Regions from separate parts of the Mus musculus genome. Here all the other regions are linked to region 1. The links are chromatin contacts, called in public Hi-C and HiChIP or PLAC-seq maps. All regions are on one chromosome and are shown on one strand. Each heading gives the region's core, a stretch centred on a gene start, on an enhancer-like site or on the middle of the called end of the contact. The rest is flanking DNA. Distances are from core to core; before and after follow the strand shown. Region 1 holds the start of Spin1 (spindlin 1). Region 2 overlaps Gm46414 (a long non-coding RNA gene). Region 3 overlaps Gm46414 (a long non-coding RNA gene). Region 4 overlaps Gm46414 (a long non-coding RNA gene).

The links. Hi-C and Micro-C count contacts between places; a contact is called where the count stands out from the background. HiChIP or PLAC-seq counts read pairs in DNA pulled down with a chosen protein or histone mark.
Region 2: an H3K4me3 HiChIP or PLAC-seq map of the 230-238 cell line shows a contact between it and region 1, with 10 read pairs. The contact joins the enhancer-like site here to the promoter of Spin1 in region 1. A contact is called at or near these places in 4 of 39 promoter capture datasets (the C10 cell line, liver and pre-B cells), 5 of 115 datasets of contacts at active chromatin or transcription factors (the 230-238 cell line, embryonic forebrain, embryonic midbrain and 1 more) and 2 of 9 other capture datasets (adipose tissue and liver).
Region 3: a Hi-C map of muscle stem cells shows a contact between it and region 1, with 4 times the contacts expected there. The contact joins the enhancer-like site here to the promoter of Spin1 in region 1. A contact is called at or near these places in 6 of 39 promoter capture datasets (the 3T3-L1 cell line, the C10 cell line, cranial neural crest and 2 more), 9 of 484 Hi-C or Micro-C datasets (B cells, Th1 cells, embryonic fibroblasts and 4 more), 3 of 115 datasets of contacts at active chromatin or transcription factors (the 230-238 cell line and embryonic midbrain) and 2 of 9 other capture datasets (adipose tissue and liver).
Region 4: a contact with region 1 is called in a Hi-C map of centrocytes, with 2.7 times the contacts expected there. The contact joins the enhancer-like site here to the promoter of Spin1 in region 1. A contact is called at or near these places in 6 of 39 promoter capture datasets (the C10 cell line, cranial neural crest, frontonasal cranial neural crest and 2 more), 5 of 484 Hi-C or Micro-C datasets (centrocytes, nephron progenitors, pre-B cells and 2 more), 2 of 115 datasets of contacts at active chromatin or transcription factors (the 230-238 cell line and large pre-B cells) and 2 of 9 other capture datasets (adipose tissue and liver).

The regions. Positions count from the first base shown.
Region 1 is chr13:51,097,755-51,105,754 of GRCm38.p6, forward strand. Spin1 (spindlin 1) reads left to right here and starts at 3,126. Exons shown (of 6, transcript NM_146043.4): 1 at 3,126-3,236. 9430083A17Rik (RIKEN cDNA 9430083A17 gene) reads right to left here and starts at 2,973. Exons shown (of 1, transcript NR_029463.1): 1 at 1-2,973.
Region 2 is chr13:51,332,973-51,340,972 of GRCm38.p6, forward strand. The region is part of intron 2 of Gm46414 (a long non-coding RNA gene); the gene reads left to right. It also overlaps the pseudogene Gm6056. Among named protein-coding and RNA genes, the nearest start is that of S1pr3, 72 kb to the right of the region's middle. Within about 2 kb of position 4,014, at least 8 of the 459 cell types and tissues checked have an H3K27ac peak or open chromatin away from gene starts, as enhancers often do. A contact at or near this core is called in the 230-238 cell line, where this site is marked.
Region 3 is chr13:51,309,975-51,317,974 of GRCm38.p6, forward strand. All of the region lies in intron 2 of Gm46414 (a long non-coding RNA gene), which reads left to right. Among named protein-coding and RNA genes, the nearest start is that of S1pr3, 95 kb to the right of the region's middle. Within about 2 kb of position 4,702, at least 178 of the 459 cell types and tissues checked have an H3K27ac peak or open chromatin away from gene starts, as enhancers often do. A contact at or near this core is called in B cells, adipose tissue, embryonic fibroblasts and 4 more, where this site is marked.
Region 4 is chr13:51,272,188-51,280,187 of GRCm38.p6, forward strand. All of the region lies in intron 2 of Gm46414 (a long non-coding RNA gene), which reads left to right. Among named protein-coding and RNA genes, the nearest start is that of Gm46414, 68 kb to the left of the region's middle. Within about 2 kb of position 2,639, at least 47 of the 459 cell types and tissues checked have an H3K27ac peak or open chromatin away from gene starts, as enhancers often do. A contact at or near this core is called in the 230-238 cell line, centrocytes and pro-B cells, where this site is marked.

The sequences.
Region 1 (8,000 bases), core at 1,876-4,375:
GTTTCTCTGTATAGCTCTGGCTGTCCTGGAACTCACTTTGTAGACCAGGCTGGCCTAGAACTTAGAAATCTGCCTGCCTCTGCCTCCCGAGTGCTGGGATAAAAGGCGTGCACCACCACGCCTGACTTCTCAGCCTGCTTTGTTATAGAACTCAGAACCACCAGCCCAAGGGAGGGACCCACAAAGCGCTGGACCCTTCCCTATCAATCACTAATTAAGACTATGCCCTACAGAAATTCATGCTTAGAACTTGATCCTTATGAAGGCATTTTCTTAATTGAGATTCCCTCTCAGATGACTTTAGCTTGGGTCAAGCTGACATAAAACTAGCTGGCATAATCAACCAGCTTGGGGTGGGAGAAAAATTGTATGTAGGCCCTCTGGCTAAGGATACTAAATGTTCATAAAATAACTTTGAACCTATTTGAGTAATGTCATATTACGAGAATTTTCAGTTATTCAGAAAAGTCAGAGAAGCCTGAAGGGACAATTAACAGACCTATCACTTGGATTCACTAGTTGTTGCATTTGCTTTAGCTACACAGAAATGTTTTTGAAGCCAGCAGAGATAAAAGCATTTGCTGCCAAGTCCGAAGAACTTTTTTTTTTCTTTTTTCCTGTTTTGTTTTTTAAGACAGGGCCACTCTATGTAGAGCAGACTGGCCTTGAACTCAGAAATCTACCTGCCTTCACTTCCGAGTGCTGAGACACACAGCACGGCACCACCACTGCCCAGCAATTTGATCTGTGAGCTGGTATGTGCTTGCCACCCCAGCTCTTGGTAGGAGAGCGGCAGGTGGACGAGAATGGTGTTCAGGATTGTCTTTGGCTGTATAAAAGTTCTGACCAGCCTGAGCTATATGAGACCTCATCTTAAAAACAAAAACCAACTCTGTCCCTGAGTCCAATTTAGGCATTCATAAATCTAGAATGTAGCCCGTGTTATTTTTGACAGGTTGCTGGAGACCATCAGTCGAGGCAAATTTAAACCTGAGGTTGTGAAGAAGTGGGAGAAAGCAAGGCTTGAAGGGTTGATTGGTCAGTTGGGTCTGCAAGTGGCCTCAGATAGGTAGAAGCCAAGGATGACACCAAATGCCCTACCATGCACGAGGCCAGGTATTGGGGAGGCTTACACAGGAAGACCTTAAATTACAGGCCTGCGTGGGCTTACCCAGCTAGATAGTGAGGCCCTGGTTCAAGCAAAACAACCCAATACTCTTTTCCCCAAGTTACCAGGTCCCAAAATGTCAGTAAGTGCTAGGCAGATGTGAAGGCCATTTTTGTCAACTTGACATCAGGAATCAAAACTCCAAAATGGATGGGCCCACCAGTGATGGATTTCTGCTTAATTAAACCATTTGATATGGATCTTTGAGGTAAAAAAAATATACCTTTAATCCAGACCTTTTGAGGTGGGAAGAGACACGGTTAATGTGGATCTTCTGAGGTAGGAAGACATACCTTTAATCTGGGGCACACTTGTTGGCAGCTTATTTAAAGGACACGGAATAAGGAAGTTTTTGCTCTTTGCTGTCTCACTAGCAAGTCCATTCCTTCACTCACATTATAGCCTGCTTGAGATTCCAGCGTATGCTGAAGACCAGATGAGACATTCAGCTTTCAGTACTGAACAACTACTGAATTCCTGGACCTTCTGTGGGTAGACAGCCATTGCTGGACTAACTTGATCAAAGCCTGTGAGGTATTCTAATACATACTCTTTCCATATGTATATATTCATTTTGTAAGTTCTGTTCCTCTAGAGAACAGAAAAAAAAAAACAAACCAAAAAAAACCAGGCGTGTCACCAAGGAAACGGAAGTGTTCCATACTGTCACTCCAGCCTCCTTCCCTATCACACCCTTCCTTGTTCCTGTCAGCCTCCACGATCAAACATTAAACACAACAAAAGCTAATCTTCTCTCAGTGATCTCCAGGCTGGCTGCATCTCTACTGAAATTAGCCCTCTCTTCGGTCTGTGACTACGTTGCTCCTGCCAAGAATGTCATCTGAGACAAGCATTTTAATTTGAGCAGGCACATATCAATCTTATTTTGAAAAAAAAAAAAAAAGTGCCAATGGAATCCCAAAGAGCACAGCGAACTAAGAGCCGTGCTGCAGGTTTGGAGTGCGCAAAGGGCTTTCCAATAACGTCTTGTAATTCGACCTGGCAACACTCTGGCAGGAGGCTTATTACAATGCGGCAGTGCTACAGCACTCGAGGAACCAGGTCGGTGACCGCCTGGATCCAGACACTGGGTTAAAGGAGGGAAGGAGACCCAGACGAAGCTTCAGGTCCCGTATTTCACTTCCCCTCAAACCAAACCATCCCGGACGTTTTCTTTTTCTCTCTTTCCTTGCCCACAGCCAAACAGATCCTCAATAGGCGATCTTAACTGGAACCAGAGTCGCACGGATTCTCGTGCGATCGTGGGAAGTCTTGGCTTGCAGCCTCGCGAGGAGCCCGGGGTGACTTCTAGAGCAGCGGCTGCAGCTAGGCCAAGGCTAGGTGTTTGCAGCAGCCACCCTCAGCAGGTGTTCGCAGGAGGCCCTGAGCTTTGCAAGCTGAGCCTAGTTCCTCAGCCACTGCGCAGTGCGGCGTACAGCAAGGCGGTGTGTCTTCAAGGGAGCATGGGGGAGCCTATCCATATTTTTAAAGGGCTCGCGTCCTGCAGTCCAAAGCTGCTGCTCCGCAGGAAAGTGCACCTGCGCGGCGCACGGTCATGTGACCTAGCCTCCTGCATCTCCGCAGCTAGCCAGGCAGCTACCCGAGACAGCAGACGTAAGGTCCCAGGACAAAGAGTCAGGATAGCTCCTGGAAGCCGTCCTCCCGTGCAAGAGTAAATACCAACGCCCGCTACTCTCCGTTCGTCTTCCCGACCCTGCTCCGCTTGTAAGAGAGGCCGGCTCTACGCCAGGCCCGCGGCTCCCCAGCGTGTACCTCGCCGCTCCGGGTGCGCGCCCCACCCTCCAGGTGAGCAGCGCCAGGCCCCGCCCCCGCCGCCAGGGCCCGCCTCCCACCCGCGCCTGCGCAGTGCGTCCGGCGGCGCCGGGCGCCGGGGCGGCGCGGCCGTCGCAGTTCGGCGGGCGCAGTGCGCGTGCGCCGTGGCGGCCGGGGGGCGGGCGGCGGCCGCGGCGAGGAGCGGGGGTGGGGAGGCGCCGTCTGGCTCGGGCTGGGCCGGCGGGGAGCACGAGCGAACCACGGCGGCCCCGTGGGCAGCCTCGGTGGCCGACAGGTGAGACGCGCGTGGGGCTGGCTGCAGGGCCGTGAGGGGGGAAGCGAGTGGGCCTCTCACGGCGCGCGGACCCAGGTGAGCATAGCCCGCGGGGCCCCGGGCGCATTGTCCGCGGGCGGCGCCCCTCAGCGCCCCCTGCCGGCCGGGCTCGGTGGGGCCGGGGCGCGGCGGGCTGGGGCCGGGGCGTGCGCGAGTTCCTTTGTTCGTCGCCCCCGCCCGGTCCCCGCCGCCCCCGCCAACATGGCGCTCGCGGGGTCCCTGCCCCAGCCCCGCGGCCGCTTCCCGCGCGCTTTGTTCCGTGCCGGGCGGGGGGCGGGGGCGGGGGCATTGCGTAACCGGGCGGGGGAGGGGCGTGGCGGGACCCCCGCGACGGGTCATCCCGGTGACGCCCTGCCTGGGGGGCTCGGGGCGCGGGCCTGCGTGACCTTGGGTTTGCCTCCCCGAATGCGCCCGATAGATGTGCGGTGCGGATACTGCGCAGCGCCGGGGGTCGCGGTCCCTGGCGGCTTCCTGCACGGATGGTGCGTTCTGGGCCTTTCCGGGAGGCGGGGGGTGTCGGGTTGAGAAATGGCTTCAGTCATCCACGACGTTGCCTGCGCATCTCAAAGTTTGTTTACGCAATTGTTTTTATATTGATTTGGTTTCGATGGTCTATGAATTGGGTTTCGGGTTTTGTAAGGATTTTTCTCTCTGTGTGTGTGTGTGTGTGTGCGCGCGCGCGTGCAGTCTTACTTCTGGTTTAAAGGCTTGTTTATTTATCGTGTACATCCAAAAGCAATACAAGATTCGTTCAAGTGTTGTAAAGGATTTTAGTGTGACTAGCGAGAAAGATGGTATCCGTATCGAAATGCGAATGCCTCACTAACTTTCCTTGGAATTTTCTGGAAGAAGCTGCAGCCTGAAAGGATTGATGGAGAGTAATTGCCTTCTGCATAGCTTTTGTTAGAGAGTGAAAATGAAACCGGATCTTAGACGTTTTTTTACCTATACATCCTGAGCGCACTTCTGAGGTGGTGAAATTTTGGAAAGATAGAAGAGGCACATCTTTAGCCTTTTTAACCCCTTCAGTATTAGTTAATGGGTGAACACGATTTACAGGATGTCCGTTATCAGATTTGGTAATTGTGTATTAACGTAGCCTGCTATGTTTATAAAAACGTGTAGTGTTTCTCTCAATAAGTAAAACGAAATTAGCTTTAAAATCCTACTTTGACATGCCTAAGAAATGGATCAAGCAAAAGGCTTTCAGTCTAAGTGAATTTGTATGAGGTCTCCTGTACTCTAGACTGGCCTTGCGCCACTCTCCTTTTTCCGCCTGGAGTACAATCGAGTGAGGGGCTGTCTTTTTATACTTAGGATTTTTGAAATATATGTGTGTGGATGTTTTGTCTGCATATTTGTCTGTGTACCACATGTGTGTCTGGTGCTCAAGGAGTCCAGAAGAGGGCTCTGAACTCCCGGGACTGGAGTTAGACAATGGGAGTGCTGGGAATCAAACACGGGTCCTTTGGAAGAACAGCCAGTGAGTGCTCTTAACCGCTGAGCCATGCTTAAGGTTTTTTAAAAATAGATTTTCACTATGGAATTTCTCTAGTCAAGCCCACTTTAGTGTTCAAAGGAGGTGCTTTAAGCCTTTCTGGGATAGCTAAGCTCTGATGCTGCCCATCTCTTACATAGGATAGGGTGGTCACCCTTCACCAGGCCTAGTAACAGGATTGTAACCCTAGTTGTTGAGGAGGGTTGGAAGTTTAAGGACAGCTTGTATAATTTAAGGTCCTGTTTCAAAAAGTCAGAAGTCTGTGGTAGAGCAGTTGTCCTGCACATACATGTTGGACTCCAGGTTTTGCCTCCTAGTACAACAAACTACCTACCATGTAAACGTTCCTTAAATAGAATAGGTTGTTTTAGGGAATGAAGGCATTTCTTTCATGTTGTGGATACACCCCCAGCATGTGCCCCCAATCTGTGGATAGAGGCTGGGTGGCTGTTTAGGTAGTGTCTTTAATTGCCAGCTCCAGAGCAAACAGCAGTCTGAGGCGGTATGCTCGGCCAGCCCTGTGCCTGAGGCCCTGCCGGTCTGTCATTCTGAGGGATGAGGTGCCCTCTTCTTCTCTCCTTAGGATCACATTTCACATTTTCATTTTGGGAACTCTGAAAAATACTGCTCTTAGTGAGCCTGGGACTTCCTTTTATGGGGCAGTAGAGGGCTGAAGACAAAGGATGAAAGGGAGCTGTGGCCTGAACGTTGCTTCCCTCGAAAAGTGGAAGCCGGGAAAATCCCATAGGAAAACAGCTAGTTCCACATCCAGTCACTTCTGGATGGCGTTCGCCGAGGATCAAAACTGAGTGAGAGCACCTCACTGAGGGACTCTTGTCCTGTGGATTGAACTGGCCTGTTGGGGAAATGTGGTTGTCTTTGATTTTTCTGAAGGTCAGATAACAACTTAGTTTCAGTTTGGATAGCTTCCATAGGAGTGACTCCGTTTTGATCTCTGAGCTGGAAGACCATGGCTTCTGGACTTTTTCTGACTGTGTCCTTACGATGTCTCTCAGCTGTGTCCTCCCACTAGAGAATGGTAATGTGGGGTTGATGTGATTTGTGTGTGCTGCTTTGTTTTGTGGGTGGTCCAAAATTTCACCCTTAAACCATTTGTAAGAGTTAGTGTCCTGGAAAAACTTTTTTGTAGAGTTTGATCTTTGGGGCAGCTAACACGGTTTGGACTGACTTATTTGCAGCACTTTTTTTTCCTACTGTGTTAGAAAAAACATGAAGGGAGCCAGGCATGGCACACACCTGTAATCCCAATACTGAGGGATGGAGGAGGCAGGTGGATGAAAGTTTCAAGCAACACAGACCTATAGTGGAGAATTTGGAGGTTGGAAATGATATCTGCATGCACATTAGTAGAACCTCAGTTTGATAGAGGATATTTAAAAACGGGTATTTTATTTTCAGCCAAACGTCTGTTTTTCTAGCTGCTTTGTTGAGTTTGGAAGCCTGGTGTTGTGTAAAACATTGTTCAGTACCTTCTTCTCTGGGTGAAGCTCACCTCTGCAGCAGTGGACATTGACCTGGAGGGGAGACTTTAGAGCCTTCAGCCCCTGAGCTGCAGCCTGGGAGGAAGGCTGTCTTTCTCCAAACTTTATTGACTTGTAGAGTTCCTTCCTCGGTGTAGTTCCAGAACCACCGCTGGACAAGTCAGTGTCGATCCCTTCCCCTTCCTTCCCAGCTTTGCCACAGTTAACTAGGGTCAGTTTTGTCTGCGCCATGAAGTTAAACAGCTCGCTTGGAAGTGTCTTCATACTGAATGTCGTTTAAGTTGTTTTTACTGGGTACCTAATTTAAAATAGTCCCTAGTCAAAGTTAGAGAGATTGCTCAGCTGTTAAGAGCACTTCTGCTTTTGCAGAGGACTCCTCTCTGGTTCCCTGCAGCCATACGCTAGCAAACAGATTTGTAGTTCCAGTTCTAGGGACTTCATTGCCCTCTTCTGGCCTCCATGGGCATTGCTTGCACATGGTGCACATATACATACATACATACACACACACACACACACACACACACACACACACATATATACAGGCAAAACATCCATGAATGTAAGATAGAAATAAATCTTTTAAAAAAATAGCAGGACTAAAGTAAATAATGAGTTTGTCTGTACAATCTAATAGTGTATAGAGAAGTCATAGTTATGGTTATAGTGATGGGTTTATGTGCCCAAGAGCATCTGCGAAGAGGATGGTGTGCAGTAGGAAAGAAGAGTTGAGGTGGTGGGTGGGACAGAGTTGACATTGGTAGCAGTTAATAGTCTTCAGGGAGAGGAATTTATGCATTCATTCATGCTTTGAATTCCAGCTGAAAGTCAGTGGATGTTACCTTTACTCCCTGGAGGCCCTAGTACCTTATCAGGAGCAGGCCAGAGTTCACTATAGTTCATTCTTGGTGCACAGTAACTCCAGTGGACATTGAGATGTAATAACACCTGTGTATCATGTGTCAGATACTTATATGAGAACAAATTTGGGGCCAGATTTTGAATACTGTATTTTACATGAATGTAGTTGGTATTTATAGTAGACTTTTGTTAGTATTATTCAAGACTGTGTTTCACTGTGTGTGGGACATTGAACCATGCCAGGAAACTTGGTGAAGTAGAGCCGTTTTGAGAACCCAGTATCCTCCTGAGACGCTAGGTGCCTCCCTGCTCCCAGCCAGATTCCTGGCCTAGAACACGCAATTATTCTCCCCATGGAGGTCATGTAGCCCAAAACTGGTTCCTCTATGCTGATGAGGTACCTAGAGATTCTGGAGGTTTAGCCAATCAGCTTCCCTTCCTGGACATTCCTCCCTGCAAAATTTCTGGTCCACCCTGAGAAGTTGGTATGCATCCATTTTCCATGATGAACAGTCAGTTAATGGTATGGATAAACATGGACTGTCTCTTCCATCAAAACCTCCCGTGGGGAGAAGGCCTCTCTGCGCTTCCAGACACCTGCCTGCCATCACTGATGAGCTAAGCTGGAGTGCCCTGGTTGTTGTTCTCAGCCCTCAGTCGCAGCCCGTGGGTCCCCAGTCCTTCATTCTTGACTCTTCTGTGCAGCACCCCACTGGTGACTGGGTGCTGGGGGTCAGGGAACCCCAATTTCGGCCTGCCCCATCTTAGATTTTGTTCTCCCCCCCCCCCCAACCCCAACCCCTGTTTAGGTAGTCTCAACACTACCCTAAAGCCCAGCACCAGATGGCGGTGTACAGGGAGACT
Region 2 (8,000 bases), core at 2,764-5,263, 240 kb after region 1:
TTCATGTGTATGCGTGCTCATGTATGTGAACAGAAGGCAGAGGACAAGCTCTGCTGTTGGTCATGTGCACTGTTGGCCATGTCTGTCTGCTGTTGGTCATGTCTGCTGTTGGTCATGTCTACTGTTGGTCACATCTGTCTGCTGTTGGTCATGTCTGCTGTTAGTCATATCTGTCTGCTGTTGTTCATGTCTGTCTGTTGTTGGTCATGTGTGCTGTTGGTCATGTCTGCTGTTGGTCATGTCTGCTATTGGTCATGTCTGCTGTTGGTCATGTCCTTTCATTTTGTCTCAGCCAGTCTTTCACTCTGCTTGTTGCAGGCCATCTGGTTCTGTCTCCCATCTCACAGAGAGAGAGCTCTGGAATTACAGATGTGCACTACAAAGATGTCTGTATGTAAGTGGGTTCTGGTTATCCAAACTCAAGTCCTTGTGCGACAAGGTCTTTACCCACCAAGCCATCTCCACAGCCCCAGCTTCGGTCCCTAATAAGTTAATAATATAATAAGACTGTTAATAGCCTGGATGAGAATAACAAAGGAGCGGTACCCCTGAGATCGCAAGGAAGAGCAATCAACCAGGAGCACGTCATTCCAGAATCCACCACAGATACTAAGCAAGCATGATGGTGAATCAAGATATTTCAGGCATGCAGGGACTCAGCCTTTCTGTGGAAGTTCCTAAGGATGTAGTCATCGAAAATAGAGGGCCAAGGCAAGCACACTCTCCCAGGAGAGCTGGGTGGGGAACTTCCAGAATGGAGCAGTCATCCAAGACCAACCTGGAGGAGGGAAGGAAGGATTCCAGCAAGGGTGGGCTCAATGGAGTCTGGAGGCCGAGTGAGGCTTCTGACTGCACTGTTAGGTTAAAAAGATAGGAAAGCAACCCCAGAGAACCAGACCCCTCCAAAGCGGGGAGGGGTACTAAGCCCTGACTGTACCAGCTGTATAAGGAGGTACTGTGCCCACACTTCAAGGTGGAGGAAAGAGAAGGGAGAGAGGCTCAGATAGCTAACTTCTCAGCTGCCACACTTTACGTAAGATCAGGACTTGGATGGGTCAGAGCCAATGCAAGCTCGTGATTTAGAGACGGGATGACGGGTACTCAAAGGAGCATGTAAGAAGTTGGGGAGTGGGGCTGAGGAGATGGTTCATCTGCCTCCTGAGAGCATGAGGAGCTGAATCAGAACCCACAAGATCCATGAAAAGAGCCATGCATGGCTGCATTGCCTGCAACCCAGGGGTTCTCAACCTGTGGGTCGCACCCGCAACCCCTTTGGGAGTTAAATGACTTGTTCGAAGGGTTGTTTAAGACCATCAGAAAACAGATATTCGCATGATGGCTCATAACAGTAGCAACATTACAGTTTTGAGGTGGCAATGAAGTAACTTTATGGTTGGGGGGTGGGGTCACTAACTGTAAAGGAACTAGACTAAAGGGTCACAGCGTTAGGAAGGTTGAGAGCCACTGCTATAACCCAAATACTATGAGGTAAAGACAAGTGGATCCTGAGAGCTCACTGGCCTGCCATGCAAAAACTCAAGCTTCCAGTTCCGTGACAAGCCCTGTCTTAGGGTGACAAGGCCATGCACAGGTGTGCTTCTATGGCTTCTGTATGCTCACACACTGTTGCACTCACTGCATGCTTCTTTACACACACATGTACATGTATGTTGAACAGTGGAAGACATGACAGATTTCTCTGGGTTTTTCTTCTCACTGAATGAAAATATGGAGGTTCCCTTGTTTAAAACATTTTAAAATCCTTAAGCTTTAACGTACAATCTTTCTGCAGTACTTTACTTCAGAAACTAAGGCGCTGTCTGCCCTCTCCAAATCAACCCTTCCTCAGGCCCACACGGTCATTCAGACACTCAGGCAATTTGTCTAAGTACCACATGAAACATTGCGTTAGTTTCCAAATCATCACGTCTCTAGCTTGTCTCCCTTCTCACCGGCTCTTCAAGTTAATCCTAATTAATGTTGGTTTTTCCCTTCCTTTGTGGGTGTTTGGCCCTAATCCCCAGGCCCAGGGAAATTGCCCGGGTTGTCTGATCTCACTTGAAGCTTTCAGAATGTGAATGGCAGCTTCTCCCTGTAGGTTTGGAGTTCTCAACATTTATGGTGGGAAATGGGGGATTGGGAGGGACAGAATTACCAGGGTCCGAAGGAAATAGCTTCCCTTGGAAAATTCCACACACCAAGGATGTTTCCAGTGCCTAACTGTTCTCCACACTCCACTTTGTCTGCCCCAAACTCTTCAACACCGAGCAACATCCCTGTGACATGCTCTTGAGGGACAGAGAGCCATTTACCAGCTCTGATCTGTTGACCCCTCCCATCAGAGCCCACGGCAGAACTGACCCACGTCTTCACAGAGGTCATGTGCCCCATTTATGAATCCCTGCGTTGACCCGCCTTTCCTGAGGGTTCTCATCACCTTACAGTACTGAATTCCCGAATTCTCAGTGTAATCTCGTATTTGAAACCTATGAGTATTATCTTTGGAAATAATGAAGACCACTGCTGGGCCATTTAAAACTCAAGAACCAGGGCCCAGAAAGATGTCTGGGCAGGTAAACATGGTTGGAATGAAAACCTGGGAAGTTGAAATTCAGTCCCTGGAAAGATGAAAGGAGGGAACGGAGTCCCCACGGTCATCCTCTGACTGGCGCATGTGCACTGTGGCATGTGAGCTCCCCAATAATAAATAGCATTTTTAAATGTGAAGAATGGAAATGACTGAAGTGTCTCACATTCTCTGCCATGTGCCAAGACGGGGTTAGGCTGGGAAGCATGGTAAGAAAAAAAACTGTTGCCGCCAACCTGCAGCCTGGTTTTACCCACAGAGTTAGGCATTGTGAAAATCAAGTCTTCATTTACGAGAAGGTGCCCACTCTGGTGTTGCTCATCATTTCCCCCATTTCCGTGGTGTGTGTGTGTGTGTGTGTGTGTGTGTGTGTTTGTGTGTACATACTTCAATGAGAGGTTATCTATTATTTCTATAAGTATAGATGGTGGTCAGTCATGTGTAGGAGAAAATAACCCCCTTACACATGGAAGGAAGAGGTGATATTCTAGCCAACACTGAATTCCTCTGCAGAAGTAATCAGAGAGAGAGCCAGGATGGTTCATTGGGTAAGAGCATTTGTTCCCCCGACGTCCAAGGACCTGAGTTCAAATCTGCAAGCTAAGAATAGCCACAGTTGTGCCTGGGACCCTCGTACTCTTCTGGGGGGAAGAAGAAACAGTAAGATGGCTAGGGCTTCTTAGCTGCCGACCGGGTTCCAAGCTCAGTGAACGAGTCTGTGAGTCTGTGAGGGAATGAGGCAGAGCGAGAGTAGGAAGCCCAGTGTCTTCCTTCAGCCTCTGTGGATCCATGTGCACACCCCCTCCCATATATACACATTCATGGAGGAATCATCAATGAGAAAGCCCAGTTATTGCCTGTCCGCTGATGGAAAGGGTTACCTGGGGTAGCAGCTGAGACTTATCCTAGCCAGGAATTTCCCTTACAGAAAACAAGATCAGGATGCATTTTAGATGCCAGACTGCTGCTTGGACAGACACAACTACCTGGAATCGCCCGTGCAATAGCACTTCCCAGAAAACCCACAGGGACTCACTTGAACCTCTTCTGAAGGCCATGGGTCCTGCCCTTCGGAATTCAGCTTTCTTTACAGTGACAGGGAAAAACAATCTTATTTTTAATTTTCCTAAATAAGTGGAGGCATGTCTCATCTTCCTCCACAGTCTGAGACTCTGGACCCCTCACCTTTTCATATTTCCTCGGATGACTTTGCTAGTGAACTTTGGAAGGAACGAGCCTAAGGATCTCTCCCACAAACCGTGGAGATTTCCCATGGAAAGCCAGTCCCCACTCAAGTGTATTTGGCTCCTGTATCTGTAAAGTATTTTTGCTTGTCTCTGAGGGAGCAAATGCACATCCAGGGCCCTGGGACCCACAGCTGCTGCAAGGAAGCCACAGCACATTTCACAAAGGCATCCTTCCTGCCCATGGTCCCCTGAGGAAGCAATTCTGAGACGCTGTTTCTTTTTCCCAGAAAGAAGAGCCCAGCCGTGCCTCAGCTAGGAAAGGCTGTCAGTTTTCTGCCTGTATGCCCCAGGACTCAGGACCACCATCCATCTCCCCAGGAACTACCAGCCTTCTAAGCACACAATGGGTTCCTTCCAACCACGCAGCATCTCTCTTCAGAGGAACTCAGGCAACTCGCATCCAATTTTGTTCCAAAATTCTGCAAAAAAAAAAAAAGTTTCACGTGTGGAGAAAATGTATGTAGATCTGTAACAGATCTTAAAAAAAACAAAAACAAAACAAAAAAAACAAAACCAAGCAAACCATGTTTTCAATTACCATGTATAATGTGTGGAATAATCACCACAATGTTGTCTTTGTGTAGAATAAATTTCTAAGAAATGGAGTTGAATTGCTGCTGGCTTACCAATTACAGTTCCGTGGAAAAGGTTATCCACACTCTCTCCAACAAACTCCTGATGGTTCCATAGGATTGGATGCAGTAGTTGTTTTGATTTGTGTTTTAATTAGTGGCACTGAGTCCTGTTTACCTATTGCCTCACTATTGTCTCCTCTGTGGAGTACTCATTCAAGGCCTCTGAAGGCCAGGCTTGGTCTTGGTCATCCATCTTTTTTCTTGATGTCTTGTGAGAATCCCTTTGTACTAAGGGCTTCCCTCTTTGACAAGTTTAACACCTCTAAGTTTTACTTTACAGCAGCCTGGCGTGTATCTATGGCCTTTTAAACTGCAGTAGACTTTTCTGTGAGGTCTAATGTGTCAGATTTGCTCCCATTGACACCTGGAGTTTATACCCTATTCGAAAAGGACTTTCATAATTTGGCAAGACCTATACAATTTACCTGTTGGGTTGGTAGCACCATTTTGGTTTAATGATTATATGCAATGCTATCATTTATGTGAAACTTATTTTGGAATAACAGCTAACAGGCATTTTGGATTTTTTTTTCAAATAACAAATTGTCTTCCAGCTCACAAGCATCCATTATTTTGAAACTGATAACTTTTTACATGGTGGGTGGACTCCAGCAGGAGCAGAGCTAGCCACACTTTCTACCAGCCTCCTCCTCATAGCACCGTTTCCTATGACGCCAACGTTGTACTGCTTTTAACAGGGACAGTCAGACTCACAGTCCCTATTTTTCATCCTTAATGTGTGTGTGTGTGTGTGTGTGTGTGTGTGCGCGCGCGCGCGCGCACGCGTGCATGCGCATGCCCCCACACAGGCACACGAGCATGCACTCACACACATGGGTGCATGCACCGGTGCCTGTGAATGTATGCAAAGGCCAGAGGTTGACGGCAGGTGTCTTCCTTAGTCAGCTTCCATCTTATGTTTTAGACAGTCTCCCATTGAATATGGAACTCACGGTTCAGCTAAGCTGACTGGCTGCTGAGCACCAGCCTCTGACTCACAGCAAGGATGCGCCACTATGCCTGGAGTTTTAATGGGTTCCAGGGCATTGAACTCAGATCCTCAGACTTGCAGAGCAAGCACTTTATCAGCTGAGCACCCCTGGCTGAGTTTCTAGGTTGTATTTACCACTAATTTCAGAATTGTGTTTAGATCTTTTCCAAGCACAGAGAGCTCATGTTTTCTGCTTGCTCAAGTTCCTTTCATAACCAGTTGTGCATTTTCTTGCTAATACCTAACCCTTGCTGAATCTGAACACTTAGGGACAGAGTGCCATCATGGGCCTCTTGGCAGAGGATGACATTCACGCTATTCATCTCTTTCTCTCGTGCCAGTGCGATTCCTTCTCACACCTGCTCACTCTGGCTTAGCATTCAGAACAACATCCAGAAATACAGGTGTGGGCATGCATTTCTCTAGACTGAAAAGTTTTCTCGGCTTTGCAGATGTTGCTGTCCCCTGTTGTTGCTTCCTGCAGCTGTGATCAACCCCACTGTGATTTTCGACATCATGGTCAAGCCCTTGGGCTGCACCTCCTTCAAGCTGTTTGCAGACAAAGTTCCAAAGGCAGCAGCAGAAAACTTCCATGCTCTGAGTTTGGGAGAGAAAGGGTTTGGCTAGAAGGGCTACTCCTAGCTGGAGAGACTACCCTTGTAGAGGTCATGAGTTCAATTCCCAGCCATCTGGAATGGGATCCAATGCCCTTGTCTGGTGTGTCTGAAGACAGCTATAGTGTACTCACATACACTGACTGCTCTTCCTGAGGTACTGAGTTCAATTCCCAGGAACTGCATGATGGCTCACAAACATTCATAATGAGATCTGATGCCCTTTTCTGATATGTCTGAAGACAACTAGAGTATACTCATATATAGAAAATAAATAAACAAATCTTTAAATAAATCTTAAAAACTGGGGTGTGGGGAGGGGCTACTCCTTTCACAGAATTGTTCCAGGGTGGTGACGTCACACGCCATAATAGCACTGGAGTCTTCTATGTGGAGAAATTTGAGGATGAGAAGGTCATCCTGAAGCATACAGGTTCTGGCATCCCATCCATGGCCAATGCTGGACCAAACACAAGCAGTTCCCAGGTCTTTTGTTGATGTTGGTGTTGGTGTTTTTTTTTTTAATCTTCATTGCCAAGATTGAGTGGCAGGATGACAAACATGTGGCCTCTAGGAAGGTAAAAGAAGGCATGAGCATCGTGCAAACTGTGGAATGGCAAGACCAGCAAGAAGATCACCATTTCTGACTGTGAAAAAACTCTAATTCTTTTGACTTGCAATCATACCCACCAGAACTTTAGTAGCTCAGAAGAGCACCCACAACCATACCCCAAGAGAGCCTGCCACCCCATCTGCTCACAATACTCTGTAATTTCTGCTCTCAATGAAATTCTTGGAGTTCCATATTTTCCTCATTCCCCTCCAAGCCAAGCTGGATTGCAGAGTCAAGTTTATGACAATGAATAGAAACTAAATAAGAAAAATAAAGTTTTCTTAATTATATTCTTATTTATTGTGTGTGTTGGGTAGGTCTAGGTGTGTGCACATGGTGCATCTTGTGTGTGGAGAACAACTTGAAGGAATCAGGTTTCTCCTTCCACTGTGTGTGTCCTCGGTATTGAGCTCAGGTCATAGGCTTAGTGACAACTGTCTTTACTAGCAGGGCCAATTTGTCATCCTTTTGCCTGACTGGAAGGGGGATGCTGTTGAGGTTTGGAATTTTGCTATGCTAAATACTGGTGGTTCCCAGAGACCTCACATAGACCCAGGTGATGCTATGTGACCTTGCCCCAAATTACCCCTGACTGGTGAATAAAGATGCTGACAGCCAATAGCTAGGCAGAAAAGACACTGGCAGGGTTTAGGACTCCCAGGCTTGGGGTCAGAGGAGGACCACAAGGTGGAGAGAAGAAGGTGGAGAGAAGAGAAAGACACCATGGGTTAGTAGTCAAGAAAATATGGCCCCGAGGACTGGACAGTTGGAGTTAAGAGCAGCCCAAATGAAACATAGTAATAACTTAGGGTTATCGATAGGAAATAGATTTTAATAGCATAGAGGGTAGATATATGCCAAGCATTAGTGCTCATAAAGGCTTATTATAAATATAAAGGTCATGCATGTCTTTTATCTGGGATCTGAATAATCAAACACAGGATAGAAGCCCCTGGCTGAGATTAAATATTTTCTACAATAGGATGCTTTGGTTTTCATGACCAAAGGCCACTAGGTTTTGACTTAGAAACTGTCTTATTTGGATTTAAATAACAATTATTTCTTTGAGTTGATATTTGGCTTAGGGTAAACCTCTTAGTTAAATGGGATCATAGACACTGCCACAATGGAAAAGTGACTTTAAGTCAGAGAAACTCACTAAGGTTGCAGACCTTATATAACCAAGGAATCAATGACCACGAAGACACCAGTCCTAAATATGTATGCATGAAATGAGATAATGATAAAGTACACAAAGAAAAAGAAACTCACCAAAGACTGGGAAGACTTGGAAAGAACTAAAAGGTAAAACA
Region 3 (8,000 bases), core at 3,452-5,951, 210 kb after region 1:
CCTGGGAGACAGAGTGCGTGAGGCAATGCCCAGACTACAGTGACTCTGCAGGACGAGGTCCTCTTCCCACCACCTGTGCACTCCCAGGCTGTGTGACAAAAGGAAACTGCAGCAGTTTGACGTTGATGCTTTGAGTCCTCAGAGAGAGAGCATATGGTCTGCCAGGCCACTGCCAGGATTTGAGGATAACCATGAACTAAGTGGAAAGCCCACAGGAGAGAATTTCTTCTGTGCCATGAGTAAGGAGCTGATAAGGTCTCTTGCAAGCCCCACCATGAACCCATGCTGTCTTCCCAAGAGGCCAGCTATTCTTTTTGAGAAGGAACGAAATGCTCTAAGCTTGTAGCAGCTGGAGACAAGCCACTAAATGAGCAACACAGGAGTTCCTGACCTTGCATCTAGATGTCTCTGCCTGCTGCTGAGGCTGCAGTGGCCATACCATTGTCCATAAAAACAATTCTTCTTGCCAACCTAACTTCAGGCCCCTGGGAAGGGGAGCTAGATAGGAGAGACAGGTCTTTGTGTTCTGACCAGGCCTGAAGGCACCACATTATCTTCCAATAAACAGTCCCACACAGTGGCTTTCCCACTGGACTTGAGGCAGGTTGCACTAATGATGCTTTGGCTATCTTTAACTTTCAGATTCACTGACTCTGGAGGGATGGCTTCTCCCAGGGCCGGCCAATGCCTGCAGGCATTATACAAACCAAAAGAGCATACTTTTTGAATACGAACCGATCAATTCTGAATCCACACCCGCCTCACTGACCAGACTCTAGCTACCTGCCTTCATACCCTGGGAACAGGCTTTGGGCAGCATGGGGCGGGGAGCTTGTGTTCATTATTTTTCTGTCGCTGTGATAAAAATACAATGACCAGAGCAACTTATAGAAGGGAATAGTTTATTTTGGCTTATGGTTCCAGAGAGACAGGAGTCCGGCATAGTGGGAAAACAATGAGTCCCCCAATCCCCCCCCCCACCCACTTGCAGCAGACATGACATGACAGTAGGAGCAGGAATCTGAGAGGTCACACAGGAAGTAGCACCAGGTTTTAAACTATCTAAGCCCATTTCTAGCGATACACTTCCAGCAACACCACACCTCCTAAACCTCCCCATATTCAACCATTACCTGGGGACCAAGAGTTCAAATACTGGGGATGTTTCTCACTCAGACTACACAGAGTCTGTCCCTGTACCCCAGAGTTTGTTGATGTTAGGATGGCTGCCAGGCAATCCCTAGAGTGCTTGATCTGCCTTAACCATTCCCTACAGCAGAAAGCTCAGTCAAGACTCCTCCTGCGTAGGTTTTCCTCAGACCGCCGGCTTGCTACTCCAAACCTTTCCTCCTCTTGGAATCTGAGCAACAAAACTTTTCTCTGGCAGCCTCCTTTTGATCTGTCACTATAGCATCTTTGAGTTTCTGTTCATGCACTGAATTTTGCAGCACAGGGCTTGGTGACTTCAGTCCTCGCCAGGCCTTGGAGTTTCAGGCATAGGTCCTAGGCAGGACTCAACAGGCTTCATCTTTCGCCTTTCAGATGCCAGTCCGTTGCTTTAAGCCTCTTATTTCCCCAGAGTGGGAAGCTGTTGTTTTTGCTGTCCCGTCCTTGCCCGCACAGTCCCAGCGATAAATACCAGCTGTGGGTTTGGATAGGGGTTATTTATGATTTTTGGAAAAATAGGAAAAAAAATGAATGCAAGTCTCACATCAGCATGCCCGTCCCAGAGAGCCATTATGGAGATGCTGGCCACTGACAGGTCACTTATAAAGTGACTCCATCGTGTTGTGGACAGATCATTTCAGAGATGGAAGACAGACAGACATCAGAGCAGGGATGAAGAGTGACCTCAGCTGTGGAGAGCCAGGCCTAACTGTCACTCAGTGCTCCTGGCCTGGGAGGGAGGGGCACTCAGTGCTCCTGGCCTGGGAGGGAGGGGCACTCAGTGCTCCTGGCCTGGGAGGGAGGGGTTTTGCTTCATTTTTTCCACCTCAGAGAGACAAGCTTTAAATGGATGAAGCTGAAGTGGGAGCCAGCCTGGCTTGTGGTCCTCATCATTGTAGATAACTAAAGTCAACAACAGCCACGAACTTGCATGAACTGCTCGGAACAGAGCCCAGATGAAGTTCCCCTTCATCCATCACAGTTGTTCGTCTTTGTTAATGATCCAGCCAGCGTAAGACGTTTTTTTTTTCCCCAAGCTCCAAAGGACACCAAGTTCAAGCACAACAGACTTCCTCAGTTCTCTGAGTGAGCGTGTGGTTCAGGGGCAGATCAAAAGGCGGCAAATTAAGTCAGGATAAGTTGCCCTGACTTCTTTGCTTGCTTCTATGAACTGGAAGAATAAATGAAGAATGGATTTTATGGGTTGTGAAGATTAATCCTGTGGTCTTTTAATTAGCTAGAGTATGCTGTTGAAAACACGGGCGTGAAGTGGGGCTTTTCCACTCCTGGCCTCCCTGGAAGTTCAGTAGGAAGGGCCATCAGCCAGTTCTGTGGGACATGGGGTCACACTATCCTCTCTACAACCTCTCAGGAAAAAAAAAAATCCAAAGAACAAATAATGCTGGGTCGGAGAGACAGCTTGGTCAGTAAAAGGACACAAGGACCCAAGGTTGGTCCCCAGAACTTACTTAGAACAAATCAATAAAAGTTGGGTATGGTAGCCTGCCCTTGTAATGCCAGGACTGAGGACATAATTGACAGGTCTCTGCAGTTGGCTGGTCAGCCAGCCTTTGTCTGCTTGGTGAATCCCAGGCCACTGAGAGACCAGGCTTTCCACCCCACCAAAGGGTATGGCATCTGAAAAGTGACACCTGAGGATGTTCTCTAACCTCCACACATATGCACGCGCGCGTGCACACACACACACACACACACACACACACACACGCGTGCACACACACACGCATACACACATACGTGCACACACATATGTACACACATATACATGCAAATACATACATATAACACATACACATATACTCACAAATGCACGCACACACATACATGTACACACACACACATACACACTGAGAGAAGTCTGAGCAAGGTCTGTCTATTACCTTGTTCCAATGTTTATTGCAATATTTCAGAGCAGAGACTTGATGCAGTATCAAAGGTTTACATCCACTCTTTTGGAATGCTCACAAAAGCACGTTCGGGTTGTCTCCTGAATGAAGGAATAGGAAAAGGGCAAGGGGAAAACACACACACACACACACACACACACACACACACACACATCAGCCTAATAAATCAATGCAAGATAGAGCAGCTGCAGCAATGCTGAGTTATTTTGAATAATCCTCTGGCTCCCAGGACTCTCTTCTGCTCATCTAGCTTGAGATCCATCTGCATCCCACTAGAGATGGTGTTTGTATTTTCAGACTGTCCCTTGACTTAGAGCCATCAGGCCAGAGCCTCAGCCTGCTCTTAGGAACCTTATGAACCCTTGGTGGGAGTATTAAAGTTATTTAAGTCCCCATGTCTCACTCTGAAGGCTCAGTTTGTGTTTTGTTTGTCCTCAGTCTATCTGAGTCAGAGGTGAGATGTGGTGCCCTCTCCCCCAGGACTTGTGTGGGTGGCTGGCTGGTCAATCTTGAGTTGGGCAGGCCGTCCTGGGAACCTTCTCCCACCCGCTGAGCTCAGAAGCTAAAGCAGGGACAGCTGGCTTCAGAGGGCCTCCAGCTGGCCCTTCTCATAGAGTGCAGCTCATCTGGCCTTTGATGCCACTGAGCTGTGCCAGGTACAGGGAACACACTCAGCCTGCACAGGGTGTGTCTGATTCCCTCGCCACCATTACAGCAGTGTCCTGCTTGGGCTCCTGCCACCCAGGAGAACAGCCAGGGCCAGCTCTCTATGCCTCTTTTGGAGCAGCCTTGCCTTGAGGTCACAGGGGCAACAGCACCCCCTCCCTACACACACACACACACACACACACACACACACACACACACACACTGAATGAATGACTGACTGACTGAGAAAGAACATCCCAAAGACTCTGCCTCACTTCTGGTCTTACACCTCTCTACAAGGCTGGCTTATGTGCCAACCAGTTCTCTCCAAATGACAGGACCATTTTAAACCAATTCCTGTAAGGCACCCTACTGTACCTTAATTTTTTTTAAAACATCTTTTCATCTCCGGAATTATTTTTGACTGAAAGACATACACAGCAATAGGACCTATAATTTTCTTTAGTTAACAAGATAACAAACTCCATGAAAACACTAGGCGATGGTCACGTAGGGCTTTTCCTACCTGAAGCCCCCTGGTTCCCCCACACACACAGAGCATTGTCTCCTCACTAGCTCTGAGGACAGAGCTTCTAGGTCCACCAAATGACTCAGTCATCCTATTTAAACAGTCCCCCATTCTGATGACACTCTCTGGGGTCCCCATGAGCACATTCCCCTACAATATGGGTCAGGTTTTTATATTTGGATGGAAATGGGCAGTGTCCTGTTTGCAGCAGGGAGTTTGCAGATAGGCAGCCCCTACCCCTTTCCAAGTTGATTCATTTTCCAAGCTACAAGGAAATCCCACTGCATGCTCCCCGCCCCTACGGTTTGTTCTCTGTAAATGCGGTTTTAATTAGGAGCAATGAATTCTGCAGACTCATGTCTCAGGCCTTTCCCCCAGGCATCCACTGTCTTCCCGCCCCCATGCTGGCCACAGAATGCACCAGGTCCCAAGGCAAGCTGCCTGTCAGGCCTCCTCAGGCAGCAGCTGCAACTGATTAGAGCTCTGCTGTGGGCCCTGTTTTATTTATGACCCACCTCTCCCTTCTCAAAAATCCATCAGGGCACACTCATGGAAGTAAAATTAGAGGCCCGGTCAGGGCTGGAGTTGGGAAATGCACTTTACCCTTCTTTTCAGGACATTAGTGGCTATGGCAGCGTGCTGCAGAGGGGACAGGCTGGGGGAGTGGCCCTGCTGTAGTCCCTGTGATCCTCTTGTGTGCTAAGCAGGGTTGCTTTTAGACTTCCATTGTCTGCTCCGTGCCTCCTTGAAAGTCACACTCTTCCCCCAACCTCCTTATGACGCTGGCTGTACCTTAATTGTCAGAAGATATCTCAGCTCTGCTTTCTGCCTTCCAACTGGGCTTATCTGCGCTTGGGGATATCTGTTGTTAATAAGCCAGTTAAAAGCCTTTGCTCATAGCCATATTCTGACATTTTTTTTTTCTAATGGATGAGACTTTTTCTCAGTCATACTGAAACACACCACCCCCACCCCAGCACACTCCTCAGAACTTTAGCAATCCTGGCCTGTCACCCCAGAGAAGGGGGTGTCTAAATCCTTTCATTTCTCAGTGGTCTGGCCCAGAGCTATCCCCCACCCCCAGTCTCTCTGATTCTTAGATAATGTGTCGCCTTGATTCCCAGTATGATGGCATATAAGATGAAACCTCATTTTTTTTTTTATTCCTCTCAGGAGAACCACATTTGTCTTTGAGAGTTTTTGGCTAGCAATTAAAACAGAAAGAGCTGCCTGGTCAAGGGCTTTGTGGGAAAGACTGTCTTAGCTAGAGTGCTCTTTCCCATGGTGACTGGGAACGCGGTTTCTAATCAGGACTCCCTCTCAGACACGAGTGGTCCTCACTCACATTCAAGAGGCTTGTGTGTGCACACATTCAAACAGAAAGACAGGAAGATTTGCTGCAGCTTAGAGAAATCGTGAGGGAGGAAACTTAGGAGGAACTGAGAATGTTTGGGTGAGCCACGAGGAGACAGAAGAGAGAAGCGGAGAAATGAGGTGGCCTTGTTCTCCAGCATTGCTGCGTCATCTCCAAAGAACACGGGGCAGTTGCTACCTGCTCTGAGGAACGTGGGTAACTGGAATTATGATCACTCAAATGCGACCTTTCTGAAGTCCTCAGTTCGCTCAGGGAAGAAGGGGGCTGTGCACTCCACACAGCCAATCCTCACGGGGCAGGTGTCCCAGCTGGAAGAGAAAGAGGCTCAGGCCTCCACCTCAGGAGGGCAACAGCTAAACCTGACACATCACCTACAGCACCAAGGCAGGGAAATGCCAGCAGGGTCTCTCTCTCTCCTCTCTCTCTCTCTCTCTCTCTCTCTCTCTCTCTCTCTCTCCCTCCCTCCCTCTCCCTCCCTCCCTCTCTCTCTCTCTCTCTCTCTCTCTCTCTCTCTCCTTCCTCTGTTTTTTATATCCCAGTTTTTCTGTGCATGCTGTTCCCTAGACACACTACAGGAAGTTAACCACCAACATCGAGGCATGATGGTTAGTGTTAACCTGACAGCATCTAGAATCACCTGGGCATGGCTCATGGGATTATCTCCATCACTGACTGAGGTAGGGACATCCAGCCACTGAGGGTGGCGTCATTCCCTAGTCAGGGGCATCCTGGACTGTGTAAATGGAGAAAGGCAGCTGAGCAGCAGCATGCGTGCATCTTAAATGTCCCCACTGGTGGACTGTATCTTGGAACTGTGAGCCAGGACAAACCCTTCCCCTTAAGTTGTATCTGACAGTGTTTTGTCATAGCAACAGCTAAAGAGACTAAGGTGGGGGCTGGGGAGGAAGAGCAGTGTGGAAACCAGTTCTGCCCAAGGCTTGTGTGGCAGTGGGCCTGGGTGGGGCCTTCCCAGAGGCTGACAAAGGGCTTGACTGACCTCCTGTCTGCTCTGCCTTCCCAGCCCTTATCTCCTTGACTAACTTCTATGCACTTACTGACGACTGACCTCCCTGGAGGCTCCTGAGGGTCAGTGCTTGGGTCAGGTTAGGGCAGATACGAAGATTCATCTTCACAGAGCATGGTCTAGAATCTCCCTCTGTGGCAGTGTCTGGGTGGGGAGCCGTGGCCACTGGCTGGGAGCCATTTTTATATACAACCTCTGTGTAGGAAGAAGCAAGGGCGAATGGAACCACATCCAGGTCAAGGTTGCCCTTGTTGGGGAGAGGTGGCTGGGACATGTGAAGTGGGTCTTAAGATTAAGGTTTAGAAGCTAATGGTGCAGATGACTATGGTCTTCTGACCCTGTCTCCTGAGTCCATGTGGTCCTGGGGTAGACAAAATGCCTTCTTACATTCTGAGCAGGCAATTCCCTGGGACAACTCTCACGTTCCAGGTTGCCCAGCTGTGCCTGGTGGACAGTGCCTGGTGGACAGTTCTAGTCTCCTGCTGTTGTTGTGATAAAACCCTCTTCCCAAAAGCAACTTAAAAGATGAAAGAACTTCTTTGGCATCACAGCCCATTGCTAAGAGAAGTCAGAGCAGGAACTCAAGGAAACAGATGTGTCATACCCACAGTGAAACATGGAGAGAAATGAATGAGTGTGTCCAGGCAGCCTGCTTGTGAGATGGCTTGATTCTGTCTGTTCTCTGACTCATTTAGCTCTTGACCCCTGCCGTAGGGAATGGTGCCGCCCACCATGGACTGGGTCCTTCTGTACTGATTAACAATCAAAACAATTCCCAACAAATGTGCTTACATCTGATGCTCTGTTCCCAGGCTATTGCAGGCTGTGTCAAATTGAGAGTTAAAGCTAACTGGGACACATTAGGTGTGCTAGGCATGCCAAAGCTACAAAAGGGTACAAGATCTACTAGATGTGTCTGGGGTGCTGGGCAAAAGCACACCATGGGTAATAGGCATTCCAGGGATACCAGAATCTCCAGGAGTGCCAGAAGCACAAGGGTCCTGGACACTCTTTACCCGGGCCTGGTCTATTTGCTTTAATTTTTGTCCCTTTGAAATAGGGATTGTGTTCTCTTCTCACACCCAGAATACTTTTTTTTTAAAGAAAAGATATTTTTATTGTAAATATTAGATAGCAAATGCTGTAAGATAGCCGCAATTCTCCATTCACAAGTAACTATTTATTTATTTATTATTTATGTTTTTGAGACAAGTTTTCTTTGTGTACTCCTGGCTCTCCTGGAACTTGTTCTACACACCAGTTGGCCTCACACTTAGGGATTTGCCTGCTTCTGCATTTTCAGTGCTGGGACTGAAGATGTGTCCCACC
Region 4 (8,000 bases), core at 1,389-3,888, 170 kb after region 1:
GCCTCCCCAGAAATCCAGAGCCATCAGCAGGAAGAGAGGCAAGCTGGACTCTGGGCAAGGAGCACAGAAATGTGCCGGCTTTGGTGTCTAACTACTCTCTCATGCACCAAAGTTCTACTGAAAATCTCATCTTTCAGGAACAGAGCTCTGTCTTGGATTCCAGGGTGTCGGTATCAGTTCTGCTGCAAGGTGTCTGGCAGCTGGGACTTGCTGCTCTTGCAGAGGACCTGGGTTCAATGTCAGCACCTCCTTGGCAACTTGGATTGGAGTCTACAACTCCAATCCCAAAATATCTGATGCCCCCTTCTGGCTTCTGGTAGGCACTGTACGTATGCGGTACACAGACATATTCAGACAAAGCACCCATACATATAAATATTTTTTAAAAGAATGTCTAAAAAAAAAAGATGTTCAGTATCTTAAAATAGTATTTGTTGCAAAGTAGAGAAGAAATGTATTGGGGGGGAAAAGGTCATTTCTGTATCAAATATGTTTCCTATGGGTCCAACTTTCCACATAAAAGACGAAATGGGAATGAAAAGGTTCAAGCAAAAATTTAATATTAAAAATTGTAAGCTTATCTTTTAGAAATATGTAAGAGCTAAATGTGGAACTGGCTTCCTTTGAATTGAGAATAAAAAAACTCCTTATAAGTTTATTATTTTCATATTCAATCTGTGTTCCCGTGACCCAGCATCCTGTCCTGCATTTATTTTTCTAAAGCAAGACATCATCGCATCTGGGAATGAAAGCAGAGTCACTGACCCAGGCGGGGAGTGGCGGGCTGAGGCTGGGTTCACTACTCCTGTTATGAGAACCCAAATAAGACAAATGCAGAGGGGGCTGGGAGGAGGGGCATGGGCAGAGGAGCCTGCTCCCCAGGTGATAGCTGCTGTTTGTCACCCTGTTCAGTTCAGAGTGCCTGCTCTCAGATTTAGACTTGGTGTGTGTGTGTGTGTGTGTGTGTGTGTGTGTGTGTTGGTGAGTGAGTGCCTGCACATGCATGCATGTGGACTCAAGACTGGAGACTGGAGTTTCCAGGTGCTTTCTTGATCACACTCTGTGATATTTTTTGAGAGGGATTTCTCACTGAACCTGCACTTCACCAGTTGACTAAACTGGCTGACCAATGAGCCCCTGGGATCTTCCTGTCTCTGCCTTCCAGGAGCTGGGGTTACAAGGGCATTGCCATGCCCAGCTTCTCACATGGGTGCTAGGGATTTGAACTCAGGACCCTGCACTTGCACAACACTTTGTCTGTTGAGCTCCCCACAGCCCAGTGTTGGGTTTTGCAGGGAAGAGTATGCCAGAGATTGAAATCTATTGCTAAAAGCAGAGACCTGGGATTAACTGAGGACAGGGATTGTTCTTTCTGTAGGAGACATTTTGCTTCCAGAAAAAGTGAGCTCACAACTCAGGCAAGCATTCCATCAAAATCTCAAACTACACCTGAAATGAAAAAAACGTCTCCAACCTAGCAGCCCACCTGCCAGCAATACTCTCATGTACGCTGGCTCCACATGACCCTTAACTAGGACCCCAGTAAGAGGGAGTCTTGGCATGAGTTCCTCTTGCGCGCGCTCAACTGGCCAGGAAGAACGACGCGACCACCAGTCCTTCTAACAGCAGTTTATTCAGTCCTCATCTCTCTTCTTTCTCTTCATCAGTACCGTTCCCCAGCTGAATAGTTCTGAATCCACGCCAGATCCTTCTCAACAGTCTGTTTTACAGGAACCTTTATTAACCCCTTCTTCCCCGTTATGCAGTTCTGAATCCTCCCTGTAGCAGGGGGTCTTCACTCATGCCTGAAGATGTTTCTTGTCCCGGGTTTCAGCACCAACTCTCGAGCGCGCCCCCAACTCGCCAGCAAGAACGACGCTGCTACAGGATCCTTCTGCACACATTTATTCAGTCCTGTTTCTTCTTTCTCCATATAACTCTCGAGCGCGCCCCCAACTCGCCAGCAAGAACGACGCTGCTACAGGATCCTTCTGCACACATTTATTCAGTCCTGTTTCTTCTTTCTCCATATATCTCCCTTGTTTATATCTCCCCTGTTTATATCTCCCCTGTTTATATCTCCCCCGAACCCTGGGCCTCTCACTCTTTTATACTCTCTCTCAGTTCCCATCCACGCACAGCAGGCCACGCCACCTCACCAGGCACGCAGCTTCAGCTAATCAGGGCAGCAGGGGCAAATCTCCATCAAATTGGATTCACCTGTATCCTGGTACACCTGCGCAGCACTCAAGATGTTTGTGTCTTATATGAGGAAGTCAGGTGCAAGTCATATGACTTAGCTGCAGTCTCTGGCGCCTTTGGGACTGCCGCCACACCCGCTCCTAACAAGTTCCCAGCACCCATACCTCTGGGCTTAAACAGCTTGTGAAAGATCAGAGGCTCAAAGTCCCCAGGATCCTGAAACATAAACACGAACAATAAGAATGAGTTAAAAAGAAAAAAAAAATAGGAGAAAGAGAGAAAGAGAGAGAGAAAGGAAGAAAGAAAAGAAAAAGATGGTTTCTATCATTTCCCAGCTGTCTGAGTTAATGGGCTGCCTCTCTGAGAACTGAGGAGATTAGCCTGAAGAGGAGACCCAGATGGCCAGGCGTGAGCCCCAGGGGACCCAGCCCTGGGCTCTTTGCACAGCTGTTTCCGGTTCCCTATTCCTCTTTAGCAAATCCTGTCCTGAGCAGGGTGTTTTGGAAGCATGGTGGGGGCAGCTGAGACCTTTGAAGTTGAGAGTGTGAGACTGGATGGAGACTCCAGTGAGTGAGAAGAGCTGTACTGGCGGAGCGTTTGGAACCTTCTGGAACTCGAGGACTGATACTGCTTGGGACAACAAGGCTTCTTTGGTACACAGGAGCGTGTGAGCTCCTGTGGGAAGACTGAGATGCTGTGCTCAGCCCACCTGGGTCATTTGCCAGTGGTGTTTTTACTTCAAGAGTTGGTGGCCTCCGTGGGGAACCAGTGTTAACAGACATTTGCATTCTTGGTTTCCATAATTACAGGTCAAGCTTTCTCCGAAGGCTTTGTTGAAATGTTCCCACACTGAGATGGAGATTGAAACACGAAGAAGTGGCCTTAGAGGTGCCTGGGAACCAGGATTTGTCACAAAGGGGGGGGGGCTGGATGTGTATCCATCCAAGCCTCTGGAACCTTGGCGACAAAGCGACAGGCTCCAGATGAGTAGTACATGTCTGACGTGACTGTCTTCCAGACTGGAAAAGATCAGTGCTCCACAGCCTGATCTATGTGAAGTCATGTTGCCTGCTGTGGAGAGCAATAGGGTTTGAGACAGGGTACATCTGAGTATCCAGGCTGGGCAGGCCAGGAGGCAGCTCAGCGTGTGTGTATATCTGACTCATCGTTCTGCATATCTGATCCATGTGTGCACGCTCATGTGAGAGCTCTTCTGTGTGTTCACACTGATGTGAGAGATCCTTCTGTGTGTGCACACACTGGTGTGTGTGTGTGTCCTTCTGTATGTACACACACTTGTACACACACTGGTATGTGGGGTCCTGTGTGCACACACTGGTATGGGGGATCCTTCTGTGTGTGTACATTGGTGTAGGATATCCTTCTATTTGTGAACACTGGTTGTAAACACTGGTGTGTAGGATCCTTCTGTGTGTGCACACTGGTGTGAGGGATCTTTCTGTGTGTGCACACAGATATTCCTGAAGATGTGTGGAAGATATTCCCTGATAGACTATGAAAAGGTTATGTACACACACACACACACACACACACACACACATACACACACACACACAACGTCACAGTGTTTAGTGTAATAGAAAGCTATCAGCCAGTATTGGTTCCCTCTGACTCACGCTCTCTGACCTTGGGTACCAGATACAAGTTGGCTTAAACATATAGAAAGCCTACTACAACTTCCTGATATCTATTGTATCGTATTTCTGGAAGCCTGGAGAGAGGGCTTGCTGTGGAAGAATGAGAACCTGACTTTAGCAGCCAGAACCCATATAAAAAGGCTGGACGTAGTGGTGTATGTTTGCAGTCTTGATGCTGGCAGAGACAGGAGGGTCCCTGGAGTGTTTGCTGGCTACCCAGACTGGGCAAAGCACTTCCATGTGCATGCATACACACATACACAAAATAAATAAGTCATGGAGGAAGTTGTCACCATATCTAGGAAACACTGGGAGCCATAGGGAATTATCCTGCCTTTTGTAATTATGGAGTTCAAGACCTGAGTCCTCTTCCTACAAGCCAGCCTGAAGTCTGAGCTAGGAGATAGGTGGAGAGTTATCCTGTCTCACCGCCTGCCTTCTAAGCAAAAGGAAAGCTCTGACCCATGGGATCCTGGTCAGCTCCATGGAAGGCTGGTGAACTAACACATTAAACACTGTGTCTCATGGTCTTTGGTATCAGTGGGGGTAGGAGCTGCCCTAAGGAATCTGGTGCCAGAATGTGGGCAGTCCTTAGTTGACCAACAAAGTGGATGGCTGGGGCTCGTGTGGCCAGCTTGTTGACTGCCTGAGAACCAGGCCACTGTGAGCCCCTGTCTCAGGGGAAAAGCAGACATTGAGGAACAACATTCAACATTGTTCTTTGACTTCTACACGCTCAAATGCACACATGTGGGCACACATACAGCATAAATAAAGATATTAAAATAAAAACCGCAACAGGCCGCCGTTGTTGAGAAAGATGAGGCCAAGGGGCACAATGCCTGTGTGTGTCGGCAACAGAGCTGAGACAAGTAGAGACACAGGTCTCACCTGCGGTGCTGACCCCTGGGTAGGACCAACAGAGGAGCTGACCTTGATATCTTGCCTGGGCAGGATAAGAAAACACAGGAGACAACAACACAAGATGACTGGAGACCAGGTTCCCTGCAACTGACAGAACTCTACCATCACCCAAATATCAGCCCAGCATGATGGTGCTGACCCTTCCATGAAGGTAGCTTTCAGCTCAGCAAATCTCCTGGAGCTGGGCGATGCAGGTCTCTGCTGTCTGCACTTCCCACTGTTGTGCAGACCTGCTGTGAGGTCTGATGTCGACATCTCACTGAGTGAACACCCGTCATTTGGATAAATGGGGAAATCTGGGTCAGTGTCCCCACACGTGAACTTAAGCTTAGGGTCCTTTTAGCAGAACACTAAAAGAAGCCTAAATCAGTAATTTATCATCACTTTGCAACAGATGAAATTCCATTGTCATAAAACTCAAGGGATATCACACACACACACAAACACACACACACACACACACACACACACACACACACACACACATTTTTAAAGACAAATAGGTTTATGGGAAGTTTCAGGAACACGCTGCCTTCATCAAGCCTTGATGTACCAATCTCTTTTTCACCACCTTAATTAAATGTCCGACACGATCAGTTTCCAAAGAGCAACGCTTCGGAGGCTCCGGACCAAGCTCTGACGGCCCCACTGTTTAGTCCTGCGAGAACCTGACACCTCCTGCCTGTTCTCTCGCTCTCATTTTATTACTTTGAGACATTCCATGAATGGAGCCGTACAGTCTGTGATTTTTTTTTTTTTTGGACGTTGGCCCTCTTCCCTCACATACACTCTTGAGAGCCATCCATAGTTCATTTCTCTCTGCAAAGCCATGCTCTGTGGTATGATGTACCTTGCTTTTTTTTTTTTTTTTTTTTTTTTTACCATCTGTCTAGTGAGCTGCTTCTATGCTTCTAGACCTCAGCTATTACAGATGAAACCTTTCTGAACATTCTGACGGAGGCATTAGGGGGGAGATGAACATCTACCTCCCTGGGGTGCAGGCCCAGGAATGCTTGCTGCTGTGTGTAAGTGGGCATGTGAACACTAACAAAACCGCTGTGCTGTTCTCTAACCAAACCGCTGTGCAACTGTTCTCCTGGGGCTCAACCAATTCACGTGCATGGCATTAGATAGGAATTACACATCTGTACATGGCCGCTGCTTGAAATGAAGTTGCTCCTCATGGTCAAGAGAACAGGATCTCTGGCCACCATAGAGATTCAACATCCCAGTGTCAGGGACTACCCCCTAAGGAGGTGGGCCTACCATAAGCCACGCTAAAGAGATAGGTGAGTCCATCAGAGTATTGAATCCCAGCAATCAAAAGCTCCCTTTGGCTCACCTAATTAGCATATCCAATTGAAGTTAAACACCTTGTTCTAACTCAGAGTTCTCCCTTTACCTTTATAAACTGCAATTTACCTATGGATCGGGTCTGTCTCCTCTCTATCCAGAGGCAGTTCTTTGTCTACTCTAGGACAAATATCCATTTGTCCCCTTCTTGGTCTCTTCTCCCCACCCCCCACCCCCAACTCTCTCTCATCTTTGATTCTTATTTCCTGCTCTCTGTCCCTCTGGAGCAAATAAGTCTTCTTTGTGCTGAGAATTTGGCTTTGGGGGTCCTGAGCCAACACACATCACTTACAGTCGGAAGCTGGGCCTCGTCCCCTGGTGGACAGGAAACCTCTAGGAGGCATGTTAGCGAGATGAGAATGTTGAGTGAAAGCTTGCCCTGTGTAATGTTCCCCGATCCCAGCTTCTCAATAGCTGAGGGACAGTCTGGAACCTAAGGTGTTCATCCTAGGAGCAGGGAGGTCAACTGTTAGTCAACTAAAAACCACTCACACTTCAGAACCAGGAGCCCTCTCATCTGCCACCTGCCTTCAGTGACTCAGGGCCAACACCCCCTCAGTCCTCCACTGTCATCACTAAAGACCAAGGAGACACATCACCGCTTTTGCCACATTTTCTGTTTGGTTTTGGACCCAGGAACAAGGGACTAAGGTACAGACCTGACCTTCAAGTTCTCCCAGCATTGCTTAGTCCCTATCTGGCAGACCCTGTCTCGAACCCTGAACTTTGCAGTTCTGGGGCTGAGCTGTCCTTCCCCTAGAGGCTCTTCCTTATGTAGTCCAGACATTTTGTGCGCTTCTCTCTCTCTCTCTCTCTCTCTCTCTCTCTCCCTCTCTCTCTCTCTCTCTCTCCCTCCCTCTTTCTCCCCCTCTCTCTCTCTCTCCTCCTCCTCCTCCTCCTTCTTCTTCTCTCTTCTCTTCACTCTCTTCCTCTCTTTTCTCTTTTCTTCTTCCTCTCTCCTTTCTTCTCTCTCTCCCTCCCGCCCCCTCTCTCTCCTTTTTCTGCACACGTGCCCTTTCTCTCTTTCTCTTCCCCCTCCTGCCCTCCCCATGGTGACTTCCCTGGGCTCAGTCATTGTGAACTCACCTGACAGCATCTTCCCAACAAACCTGCCTTTACCATATTCTAATCTGCCTTGAGTTGGTTCATTTCTCCCTACATGCATGCTCCACATCCCCTCTCCCCACCATCCCCACCTGGTCTGACTCTCTCTGTCTCTGTCCCATTTTGTGCCCCCCCCCAATAAATCACTTGTGTTGAGGTCTGTTGTGGGGTGTGAATTTTGCGTATCTGATCGCCAAAATACTCTTTTACGACAAAAAAAAAAAAAAAAAAAAAACCTCTGAAGGCCTATTGGGCAAAGTGCTTGCTGTGCAGGCATGGGGAACTCAGTTTGCATCCCTAGAGCACTAGCAATGCCAGATGTGGCAGTAAATGTCTGTAGTCCCAGCTTTCACCCAGTAAAATGAGAGGCGGAGACAGAATCCCCAGAGGCTGAGGAGCAACTAGCAACGAACTAAGTGGACAGTGAGCACAGACATCGAGTTTACCCTCTGACCTGCACTGCACGCCTGGCCTGTAGTGATTAGGGAGGCTGGGGTCAGCCCTCCAGGACTGTGGAGCCCACTGGCTGCTGGTATGAAGTGGGTTGTGGGGAGAGGCTGGTGGGCAAGTGTTCATACATCAGGGGTGCTGTTCCATGGGAAAACAAAGAGGAAAAGGTGAGTTTCATTTAGATGGGGCTGCTGGACGCCTCCTCAGAGGGGGCCAGGGTGTGGGGGATGGAAGATGGGGGTTGGAGGGCAGCCAGGAATCTGACACCCTGACATTTCCCTTGCGTTGCAAATACAGAGCAGATGGAGA